3 separate regions of the Mus musculus genome follow, and all the other regions are linked to region 2. Evidence: chromatin contacts called from public Hi-C and HiChIP or PLAC-seq data. All regions are on one chromosome and are shown on one strand. Each heading gives the region's core, a stretch centred on a gene start, on an enhancer-like site or on the middle of the called end of the contact. The rest is flanking DNA. Distances are from core to core; before and after follow the strand shown. Region 1 overlaps Gm32543 (a long non-coding RNA gene). Region 2 has its middle 130 kb from the start of Gm20125. Region 3 overlaps Gm32543 (a long non-coding RNA gene).

Region 1 (3,741 bases), core at 390-2,889, 350 kb after region 2:
AGGCCCTTGGTCCTGTGAAGGCTTGATGCCCCGGTGTGGAGGAATGCTAGGGCAGTGAGGTGGGTGTAGGTGCACGGGTGAAGGAGCACCCTCATAGAAGCAGGGTAAGGGGCAATGGGATGGGGGATTTGCAGAGGGGAAACCGAGAAAGGGGATAACATTTGAAATGTAAACAAATAAAATATCCAATAAAAATGATTTTGCTGCTTATTTTTTAAATTGTAATCCAATTACATTTCTCCTTTCCCTTTCCTTCTTCAGAACTTTCCCATCTCCTCCTCCTCCAGATTCATGGCCTTTTATTTCATTAGTTGATACTGTGTGCAGCTATAGATAATCTTTTTCTGCAAAGAGTGTGAAGCTTAGGACTTCTCAAAGCATGTGTAGAGCTGGGGTAGTTTGATCCCCCCACCCCCACCCCCGCAGCAACCCGTACAAAACAACCACCACCAAACCAAACAAACAAAGAACTGTTAGCATTTCCATGGCTTCAACTAGACCACGGAAGTGGAAGAGAAAAGGACCATGCAGAAAGTGACACAACTGGATTTCTGACTGATAAGGGGGTTAGAGTGCTCTACAGAGCAGCAAAACAGATTCCAGGCTGGTCTTCAATGTCCTGGTCTTTCACAGGCTCTCTGACCTCTGTTTACCAGAAGGCTTCCACGGTCGTTTTCCTCACCCACCCCCATTTCCTGTATTAGGAGGTGTTGGGCCTGGCCTATGCAACAGCAATCTACAGCAGTCAGAAACCAGAGGTTTTCCTGGTTCTCTGGACAGTTGCTCATCACTAAGCAGGAAACAAGTTGGGGAGGGCCACAAGACTCTTGGTGTCTGGCTCTGAGGAGGTACAGATGAAGATGTGATACCAGAGAGAATGAGGGGCTACAGAGAAAAGGACAAAAAAGTAGCCATCTGGGGAGGAAGTTAGGAAGTCAGAGCTAGATGGAAAGCTGCAAAGAAACTTCTCGAATCCCTGGTGTGTGAGTTGTGAAGGAGAGAGGAGCAGATCTCCAGTCAGAATGGGGTTAGAATGGCAAGATCCTCCATTGTCTACCCAAGGAAAACGATGGCAGCGAAGCAGAAGTTTTTCTTAGGATTCAGTGTCTCTGTCTCTTCCTCCCTGTGGTTTCACTGGGCTATGAAGACGCAGTCTGGGCGTGACCTGACACTCACTGGAACGCAGCTTTCCCTGGACACACCAATCTGCCCATCCCAGGACACCTAGGGACAAAGAACAGGGAAATGTACAACCCTTAGGGTTGCTTGTGAGCTTGAAGAAAGGGGTGGGGAGAGAGAGGGTTGCAAAAGGAGCAATCAACGACATAAGAGAGGGAGTATGGAAGGAACAGAAGTGTTCAATCCAACATGCATGTCTCTTAGGTTTATTGGATGGGTTTAATCTCACGGTCTGCTATAAGCAAATTGAAACCTGATCCTAAATTCATTCCAATAAGACCATAATTTAAAGGGCATAAAGTTCTGCTCAGAAAAAGGCTTCCCTTCAGCCTTCTTTTCACTCCCACATTTACTTCTCGGGCTTAGACAAAGGCTTTGTGCTTTAACTCTCCTGCACAGTGGAGACAGAGTATCTGTGTTGATAATGACTCAGCACAAGGGCTCTTGAGTCTTTCCCCCACTACTTTCAGAAGAAACAGGGCTGGATTGCTTAATTGTTCCTTCCTGAACTGTAGAAGAAAAGGACTCAGGACTCAGGAGTCAGAAGGGCAAGATTAGAGCCTTGACAGATACAGAGAAAATGGTTTTCGCTAAGATAAACAAGGATTTTTACCATCAAAATAGGAAATCCTTCAAAGCACTATGGTGCTTAGTCGCCAGTCAGTTAAAACAGCAAAGGAAGGGAAAGAGTGGGAGAGAGTTAATCTATATCCAGAATTCTTAATTAGATGGTTAAAAGCAAAACAAAACAAAGAGAAAAATAGCCTTAGCAGCCAAGCCTGTGTGTTCAAGTTGAGCAAGGAAAAAGGACTTTGAACTGAAGTTGCAGGCACCAGCATACCACCCTAAGCCAGTGCACTCTTGATAGAAGCAGCTAGCCACTATTCTGGAAACTTCCTTCCCTGCTGAGAATCTATTAACAATTTTATCTTCTCCAAACTCAAAGCCAATTTTGTAAATAAATGGAAAACTTTTTAAGACAAATAATGCTTAATCATTTGTAAATTGTACAATGGCCCTGATTTACAAAAGATCTCCTCTCTAATGAATAATCCAGGGGAGTCTAGACTCACCCCTACAGGAAAAGCCTGTTTTCCTTTCACCCACATTTCCTCTCTCACAAACACCAAAAATGCTTCCCAGACTAACTTTAACTAGACTTGCTAGATACCAGAGAGAGAACACCCAGAGATAGCCTATGCAATTTTACTGATAATTGGGTAGAATAAGGAAAAAGAAATCAACATATTTAAGTATTATATAATGAAGAGGGGGTTGAGATATGAAGGTGGTCACCTATAGGCTCCTGACTGGAATACAAACCTTTCTGTACCTATCATGTGTCTCTCTCAAAGTACATTTTCATTTGTAATTAAAATCCACCGTGATTCACACCCTTGGTTGGTTTGAACTCTGTTTCTGTTTTCATCTTCAACTGAAAGTTAACTGGGTGTTGATTACTTGTTGAATAGACTCCACCTCAGCAAGCATTGTGAAGCTGCAGCTCAGAATGCTCACTCCAGGGCCTAGCACTGCTCAGATGCCATCTACGGTCCATCTTGCCAAGGAATGAAGATTAAATGAGAACGACTTTTCCTTCACTCCCTTCTTGCAACTGTAGGCAGAAAAACTGAAGCAAAGGATAAAAAGAGAGAAAGAGAGGGATGGAGGAGACAGGGAGAGCATACTTTGTTGCTGGTCTATCTTCAATGTTACACATTACTCCCAGCAAGCAATGTCTTTAATGCTTTTAACTCGAATGTCAGTTTAATAACATAGTGATAATCAAAGTCTCAGATGCCAGGCACCTGCTTGTTTCTGTGCTCTCTTCCAAAATGTTAACCCAGCACTTGAAAAAAGCAGTCAGATCTCTGTGAGTTCAAGGCCAACCTTGTGAGTTCCAGGATGACAATGCTGTGTAGAGACAACCTGTCTCAAAATACACACATACACACACACACACACACGCACACACACACACACACACACACACACACACAAGATAATTCTTCACCAATGTGTATCTGACAGCCAGGTTCACCAGGGTCAGCTCTCCAGCTCCAGCTGGTGATCTAATTACAGCAAAATACAATCTGGAGTCACACCTGGCCCTGTGGCCAGATCACCTGACATGTTTGGGTGAAACCAAATGGACAGGGACTCAAGTTCTAGGCAGTAAGTAAGTCATAACAAGCAGTCCCTTCTTGTCTTTTATGCAACTTGTTATTTCCTTTGCAGAAGGTCTGTCTGAGAATGATTGCATAGTTGTTGTTAGTTAAGGTATGTCTGGGCCCTGGACTCAAGGGTCTTCAACTGAGTCCAAAGGTACCTACTCTCAAAAGAAAGACAGACATTCAGTCATAGGCCCAGAGGGCCCATAAACAAACCAAACAACAACAACAAAAACCAAATGAGATACACAGGAGATCTCTGTATAATTGTAAACCATTTTAAAAGGCAACTCAGAAATAATATGCGAGCGACTGCAAAAGTCTGTGTTTTCTGAAGACAAAGACAGGTCACAGCCCTCTCTCATTGTGTACATGGAGATGTAAACACAAG
Region 2 (3,763 bases), core at 1,204-3,703:
AAGCAAAGAGTACACATGGAGGGACTAAGGGTTCCAGCTGCCTATGCAGCAAAGGATGGCCTTGTCAGATATCAATGGGAGGAGACGCCATTGGTCCTGTGAGGGCTCTATGCCCCAGTGTAGAGGAATGCCAGGGCCAGGAAGCAGGAGTGGGTGGGTTGGTGAGCAGGGGAAGTGGGGAGAGGATAGGGAGTTTTCTGAGGGGAAACCAGGAAAGGGGATAATATTTGAGATGTAAATAAAGAAAATATCTAATAATAAAAAAAGATGTAATGCAAATTTTGTGGATTTCCTGTGTAATGTATATTTTGTGTTTTTCCTGTAGATATGGTTTTCTTTATTTGCTCTTTCCCTTGTTCACGAAGTCATATATAATACAGCATTTGTATTAACTTTTACTTATTCCCTAATACACCACTCTTATTAAGGTAGGAGGAGACACCTAATATCTCACTCATACTAAGGTGGGAGGGGAATTTTCAAGAATTCCAAGTTTATTTATTATTTTCAAGACAAGTATTACAGAAGAGCTAATTTTATGTGATAAACTAGTCACAAATAAGCCAATGTTCTTAATTTTTTCACTCAATATACAAGCTTATATTGAGTGGTTACATTTTTCTGTATAAGCACTCTTTAAAACAGGAGAGGAAGATGTTATAGTCACATCTGCAGTTCCTGTAGGTAATTTTTGGAAAATGGCACCAAAACGTGAAAGAATGTATAATTTTATAATATTGACAGATTATTGACAAGTTGACTGGAAATAGAACAGTATTGATTAAGTTACACTCCTACTCTTCTCTCCATTTTTGCCAACGCTAGATATTATCCAACTTTTGGCCAATTTGATGAGAATCCATTTAGAATCTGCATTTGATCTAATTTATCAGTGAGGGTGAGAGTTTTTTCCTCTGTTCATTGGCTTCTACATTTCACACCTCAGTTGTTTGTTTATATCTTTGTTTGCCTTTGTAGCAGGGTATTGGGGGTGGTGGTGGTGGTGGTGGTGGTAGGGTTTTCTAAAGTATTTGTTTGCAAAGCTTTTAAAGAACATGATTAAAAATCTGTTGTCTTTGAAATAGGATGCAACTAATTCTCTCACAACTCTTTTATATGTAAACAGTGGCCTGGTCAACTGCAAAGAAAAAGAAAATGAATAAGAAAGGAAGGAATGAAGATAGAAGAAAAAGGAAAGGAAGGAAGGAAGGAAGGAGTGGGTTTGGCTTCTACAAATTATTGTGAAGTGTTTGAAAATTGTTTGGCTAATTTAGAGAAGTTAGGTGTTAGTAAGTTAATAAAAGTAAACTAAGATTGGGCTGCTCATTTAGAAAGTACCAAGGGGAAGCCAAGTTGCCAGCCCACTAAGGTATAAGGTATCAATGGGGCTTAGGCAAGACAAGGGAGCCTTCTGGTGCTTCAGTCCTGGTGAATCCTAATAAAAGCCTATGAAGAAAGCCAAGCTTTTTTATCTTGTGAAAAGAAAAAGGCCTCTGATAAAGAATAACACAAATCTATGAAAACTATCAAGACTATTTTTACATATGTAAAATGTAATTATAATATCAATTAAATGGAAAGGTGACATTTAATGGATATGGTAATATTGCATGAAGAGACACTTTGAAAATTTAGGACATCTCAGAATTAGTGTCAACCCAAGGTCATAATCTATTTCCTAGGTGCCCAAACCAAACTTTCAAAGCAAGACAGTGAAATCAAATCACTAGAAGACTCTTAAGAAGAAAGGAAGTCCAGATAAAACAAATAATAAAGTCTTTGTCTGAAAAATATTTGGAAAAAGGATAAAAAGCAATCCTTTTTTTAAAACTTCATTTCATGACTTTAAAATATTCAAATATATTTATAACTGTTGGAGACTGCAAGTTCTTTTGAATGCTCTTGGAGAGGAATTTAAATTCTTCTCCCATGCGATTACCTGCGTTCGCAAGGTCAGTGTGAGAAAGAGGCCAAGTTGTAACAATGCAATGATATCTGCCGTCTCCGATTAAAGAGAAAGAAACACCCAGCTGACACGGGAAAGGGCAGACACATGCAGGGGTGTGATTATAAGACCACTGTCCCTGGAGAGCCCGGGAGAAATAAGATCTGTATCTCTCGAGGCCATTCTGGAGATGAGAGACTATCTGTTAGTGAATACAAAGAGCCAGGGGTGCCCACATTTCTCAGCTCTAAACATGATGCTAAGCGTAGCTGGGTGCCATTAGTGTGGTTGGGCCGTAGGGTAGTGATCTAGACAGGCTTTGTTCTCCTCGGTAAGAACTGATGCATTTCAAGTCAGTAATCAGCATTGTCTGTGCATTTGCTCAGCTAATCTTCTGGCAACGTGTGATGAACAATCTGTCTATTGACTGGCTCAGCAGTTGCCGGCCCCTCCACCCTCACCCCACGTTGATCCCTGCCTCCTTTCTGCTGGCTGCTCTTTTTTTTTTTTTTCCTAGAAAAGAAGGATATAAAGAACTGTCCGTTCTCCTCCCCTCCCCCAGGATACAATTCCCATTCTGTAGGCCCTTCTCCCTAGGCCCGCTACACTTTGTGATTCTTTCTGGAATGCTAAAAATGCTGCCTGATTCTTGGCACTGGGCTACTTTCTGAAACTCTGAAACCCTTCAGCCGCTTCCCAAACAAGAGGTGTGTTTCTACTGTCTTTCATGTCTGTGTGCGTGCGCATGCTGAGAGGGCCTTGTTTATAGGAAATAGGAACATTTTGGTGACATCTGTCATCACTTCATCCAGAAAATACTTGTGATTAGCACTTTGTGTTAGGAGTAGGGGCAGGCAGGCAGAGAGACTGATCTCTTTATTATTCTGATAAATATGTGGATTTGCTCGTGGATGCAACCTTATGACAGCAACATGAAAACTCTAGATTTGGTATTTGACAATCTTTTTTTTTTTTTTTTTTTTTTTTTTTTTTTACCATTTACAAAAGTAGGAATAAAAAACAAAAAAGGACAACAAACAAAAAAGGACCAAATGTGCTGAAACTCAGGCTAGATTTACTTCTAAAAGAAGCCGAAATACACAATGTTGCTTAATTATAATTTTAAAGTCACTAGCACAATGCAAAGTATGATTGCTTGAGAGCACAAAACTTGACTTCTTCCATTTGTGCTAAGTAGTTCATAATCAGCTTCAACCGAATATGCATTCATTTGCCAGGGACAAAGCATGAAAGGCAATCAGGCCATTACCTGTGTTTCTACTTAGCTTCACCTTCTGCTCTTAACCACAGGCAACTAGATAGAACAAATCCAAACAAGGGACAATAAAATTCCATACAAGTCGAACACATGCACAAATTGGGTATTTTTATTCATTTAAATTCCCCTCTCCCAGCCCCCGATGTTTCTTTGTTTCTGTAGAAGAAAGAAACATAGATTTCACCACCAGAACAGCATAGTTCTGGAGAGAAAAGCATTCCCCTGATGAAATCAGGATCTTGGGCCAAAAACCATTGGTTCTACACTCAGAATTTCTGCGCATGCTCACTCACCATGTATAGGCTCAAAGTTCTTTACAGAGTGATTCTAGAATGTCTTTCACTTTGCCTTGTAGAGATCCCACACCAACTGGAAAGCTCCCTTAAGTTTAAAAAAAAACATATTCAGACTCCTTCCCCACCCAGCTGATGAGCTGAGACTCCTCCAAACTTTCTGCTCACTCCTAGAACTTGATAGTCTCTTGGGTGATATAATTGAGTTCTATAAACTTCAAAATTTTAAGGAATCAATGAAAGAAG
Region 3 (3,587 bases), core at 936-3,435, 440 kb after region 2:
TCTACCACCATTGAGAGCCTGATAAAAATGTTCTGTGGGCTGTTTCTGAGTTCCCATTGCTCTTAGGTGGAGGTGCTATTGTGTCAGAACTGTTTCATGTGTAGCATCAAGTGCAGAATAAACAGGCACAGCTTGGATTTCAGACAAGTTTCTTCTGATCCTGGAGTCTGAGCTCACAAACTAGTGACCTTTAACTTGGGGTAGTTACAGGTTGCTCTGGGAATGTTAAAGTTATGAACTTTCTCCTACAACAATGACACACACTTCCACTGCATACAGTTTTGAAGAGTTTCCCACTCACCCTCAGGATCATACAGAGTTTTCTTGGGGTCCATAGGACCCAACTATGGAAATCTAAGTTCAATATTTTCTTATATACCCAAATGTAGGGGCTTTATAATTGATGATTAGAGCTGTGCTATACAGATGAGAATGTTATATGAATGTGGAGAAGAGTGACCAAGATACCAAGCCATCTGCGAGCCAGACCACTGGCCAGAGCCAATGAGTCAGAATATTTTTTCATGTTTCCTGCCCTATGGTGTCTTGTTTATCTATTACATGATAACAAGTGGTTGTTATCACAATATTTCTAGAGAAGAAAGCTGATGAAATGAAAAGCAGGCAGTGTCGTAGGACGTACCTTTCTGTGTAGTGGGTAGTCTGGGCTAGACCACCTTGAGCTCCCAGTGAGTTGCAGCTGTACATCTGCCCAGGAACTATTTCAGATCCTTGGATGAAGGACACGCACACATTAGCTCATTTTTAACCTGTCTTACTGGCTCAGTGGCTGGGCTCTTCTAAGCCTCCTGAAGCTATCGTGCCCTTCCCTTTACTCATAGCTCAAGGACTCTAAATCTCCCCTCGGTGTAGTTGGTCTTGCTGCCCAAGATGCTCTTGGGCTCCCCTTTCATGGGCCTCTTTCCCTTGCCTACATTTTAGAAGATCTCCCCTGTAGCTCTGAGTCTGTTCCGTCTCTCTCCAAGTATCTTGATTCTCTTCTTCCTGCCCTCTCTCTCCTTGACTGTGGAAACCTGGAAGTCCTACCTCTTTCTTTCCAGCCAGCCACTCGCCACTGGCATTTTTATTGATAGATCAAAAATCATTTGAGAGCAAGGACCTTCAGCATAAATAAACACAGATTCGCAATTAAATCAAAGCGTCAGAACCAGTCCTGTACATTTCTGAGCATGGAACTGGATCAGAACGTGGTGCGGACCCAGAGACAGCTCTTCAGAAGCTGTAGTTTGCATTTGCAGTTAAGTAAGCCTTGTCACCTTGTCATCTACTACTCTTCTCCCTTTAACCCAGTCTTTATTCCAGACTACGTTATACCAGAAAATATAAGAGGGGCCTCTGAATATTTACAAACTCAGTGTCTGCTTCTTCATATTTTCAGGTCACCATGACACCTCTGCCTAAACTTCACCTCAGGTTTTCTCTCCAGTGTCTTTTCAGCTACTGTTTCTACCTCTAGCTCAAATGGAATTAGTTGCTCCATTCTCTAAGAATTTCCCCGTTGAAAAACTTGACTACAGCTGAGGTCTTTATGCATGAGGTGAGGCCACAGGTATTTAACTGGCCTCTAGTTTGACTGTGTTTATGAGTGATGTCACCTATAACCACAATCAGGACCTGCTGGTAACAGAGTGAGTGGAAGATTGGTCTGTGTGTTTGAACCTGACCCTGCACTGGACTAGCCTGGAGTCCTTGCTCCATTAGAAGATACAGGCTGGGAAATTTCCTTCAGACAGTTACAGTAAAATACCTACTTTACTCAAACTAGGCTAACTGGCTGAGGGAGACACCCGTACTACTTTATATATTCAAAATCCATTCCACCTAGTGTCAGCTCTTCCATAACATGAGCTAGGGATATTTAGGCAGGGATTAAATGGAATCTTGATTACTGGTTAGAAGCCAGCAGTGGAATGGTAGAAGTTTCTATATCTGAGACCAGCGTGTCATTTAGGATACCTAGGTCAAGTTTCAGAGTATACATATTTCCCGATACATCTCAGCGGTCACTTGCTCAGTCCTTTAGGAAAGAATGTCACACACACACACACACACACACACACACACACACAATGTTAGTTATTCTACATGCTGCTGGGACCAAACGCTCTCAAAGCCAATGCAAGGAAGTAGTTTAAAGAGCACTGTGACACGTGACGCGTGGCATATGGGGAAGTACATTAAACAGAAGACTAAACACCATGCCCATTCATGTTATGGAGACAGAGAGAGTCTGAGAGGAACTGATCGCTAAAAGACCACACAGAACTGAAATGTGCACCCTCCATTTCCAGTCTTCGTCTTCCTGGATCAGTCACGTGCATTCTTTGTTCCCTGGTAGTTACTGAGTGCTGCTTTTCTGTCACAAACAGACAAGCCTGCAGAGTGGTATCTCGTGCTAGAAAGGTTCCATTCCATTGTGTATGTCAGCAAGGTCTCTGTGAGCACTGATAGATGATATCTTGGAAACAATACTGAATTAGACTTCCTGCGTCACTCGGAGGTGTGAGTTAACCGCTGATTCTTTACCTGGGAAATAGATCAATTATACACTCCTCATTTATCCAGCAAAGATTAGCTGAACATATGCTGCGTCTCAGGCTCTGAGTGTAAAATGATGTGCAACAAAGAGCTTTTATACTTGAGCAGAGAGGACAAGATAAGTGTGGGACCCATGGGATTCTGGAGCAAATAAAGGAGAACCACTTAACTGGGTCTACACGTACAGAGGAAGCTAGCCCAGCAGGGAGTGGGGATGGGCAGAAAGTGAGTGAGGGGTTAGACATCTGGAAAGAAGTGGAGCATTGCTGATTCACAGAGGTCAAAGGGAAGACAGAGAGAGATAGGTCTGTGACAGAATGTCACATACTGTGTTAGTCATTCTACATGCTTCTGGGACAAGAGGCCTGACAGAGCCAACCTGAGGAATGAGTGGCTTATTCTGGCTCACAGTTTAAGCTCATGCTGCAGAAGTCATGGTAGCCGAAGCCTGAAGAGAGAAATGATGCTGCTGCTCGACTCACTCTCTCCTTTTCATTCAGTCTGACAGTTAGAGTAGGTTTTCCCACCTCAACTAGCCTAATCTAGAAAACTCCTCACTAACGTGCTCCAGGTTGTTTCCCTGGGGATTCTAGATGGCATTAAGTTGATGAACAATATCAATCCTTACATATCATCCAGTCTACCTGCTGGCAATGAGTAATACACCGGGTTGTTGTTTTAGCACAATTCTTCCAATAGCAGAATAGAGAATGTCCTAGAGGGCTTTGTCCTAGAAGCATGAGGATTGATTCTAAGACTGCTGCCATGGTAGTTGAACCAGTCATAAGTGGACAGTCTAGATACCATAAATAGATTGATGGCAATAATTTGGAGATTGTGTTGTAGTCCAGACATGAGATGTCTCCACAAGAGTTCATGTGTGAAAGACTCAGTCCTCTATACAAGGTTCAGAGCCCAGCTCCTAGGAAATAACTGTTTCATTATGGCAGTTTGAGTATGCTTAGTCCATGGGAAGTGGCACTATTAGGAATGTGGCCTTGTTGGAGGAGGTGTGGCCTTGTTGGAGG

The links. A called contact is a pair of places that touch in the nucleus more often than the background predicts. HiChIP or PLAC-seq counts read pairs in DNA pulled down with a chosen protein or histone mark.
Region 1: a contact with region 2 is called in an H3K27ac HiChIP or PLAC-seq map of embryonic stem cells, with 8 read pairs. The contact joins two enhancer-like sites. A contact is called at or near these places in 6 of 484 Hi-C or Micro-C datasets (bone marrow-derived macrophages, cerebellar granule neurons, differentiating embryonic stem cells and 1 more), 5 of 115 datasets of contacts at active chromatin or transcription factors (embryonic stem cells and extraembryonic endoderm stem cells) and 1 of 9 other capture datasets (embryonic stem cells).
Region 3: a Hi-C map of extraembryonic endoderm stem cells shows a contact between it and region 2, with 2.5 times the contacts expected there. The contact joins two enhancer-like sites. A contact is called at or near these places in 3 of 484 Hi-C or Micro-C datasets (bone marrow-derived macrophages, extraembryonic endoderm stem cells and nephron progenitors), 4 of 115 datasets of contacts at active chromatin or transcription factors (embryonic stem cells, extraembryonic endoderm stem cells, hepatocytes and 1 more) and 2 of 9 other capture datasets (embryonic stem cells and embryonic tail).

What each region holds. Positions count from the first base shown.
Region 1 is chr10:17,574,417-17,578,157 of GRCm38.p6, forward strand. All of the region lies in intron 3 of Gm32543 (a long non-coding RNA gene), which reads right to left. Among named protein-coding and RNA genes, the nearest start is that of Gm32656, 84 kb to the right of the region's middle. Within about 2 kb of position 1,640, at least 167 of the 459 cell types and tissues checked have an H3K27ac peak or open chromatin away from gene starts, as enhancers often do. A contact at or near this core is called in differentiating embryonic stem cells, embryonic stem cells and extraembryonic endoderm stem cells, where this site is marked.
Region 2 is chr10:17,228,043-17,231,805 of GRCm38.p6, forward strand. No RefSeq gene overlaps it. Among named protein-coding and RNA genes, the nearest start is that of Gm20125, 130 kb to the left of the region's middle. Within about 2 kb of position 2,454, at least 99 of the 459 cell types and tissues checked have an H3K27ac peak or open chromatin away from gene starts, as enhancers often do. A contact at or near this core is called in differentiating embryonic stem cells, embryonic stem cells and extraembryonic endoderm stem cells, where this site is marked.
Region 3 is chr10:17,667,401-17,670,987 of GRCm38.p6, forward strand. It overlaps Gm32543 (a long non-coding RNA gene), which reads right to left. Exons shown (of 4, transcript XR_001779719.1): 2 at 644-731. The region is part of intron 2 of Gm32656 (a long non-coding RNA gene); the gene reads left to right. Among named protein-coding and RNA genes, the nearest start is that of Gm32656, 9.4 kb to the left of the region's middle. Within about 2 kb of position 2,186, at least 32 of the 459 cell types and tissues checked have an H3K27ac peak or open chromatin away from gene starts, as enhancers often do. A contact at or near this core is called in extraembryonic endoderm stem cells, where this site is marked.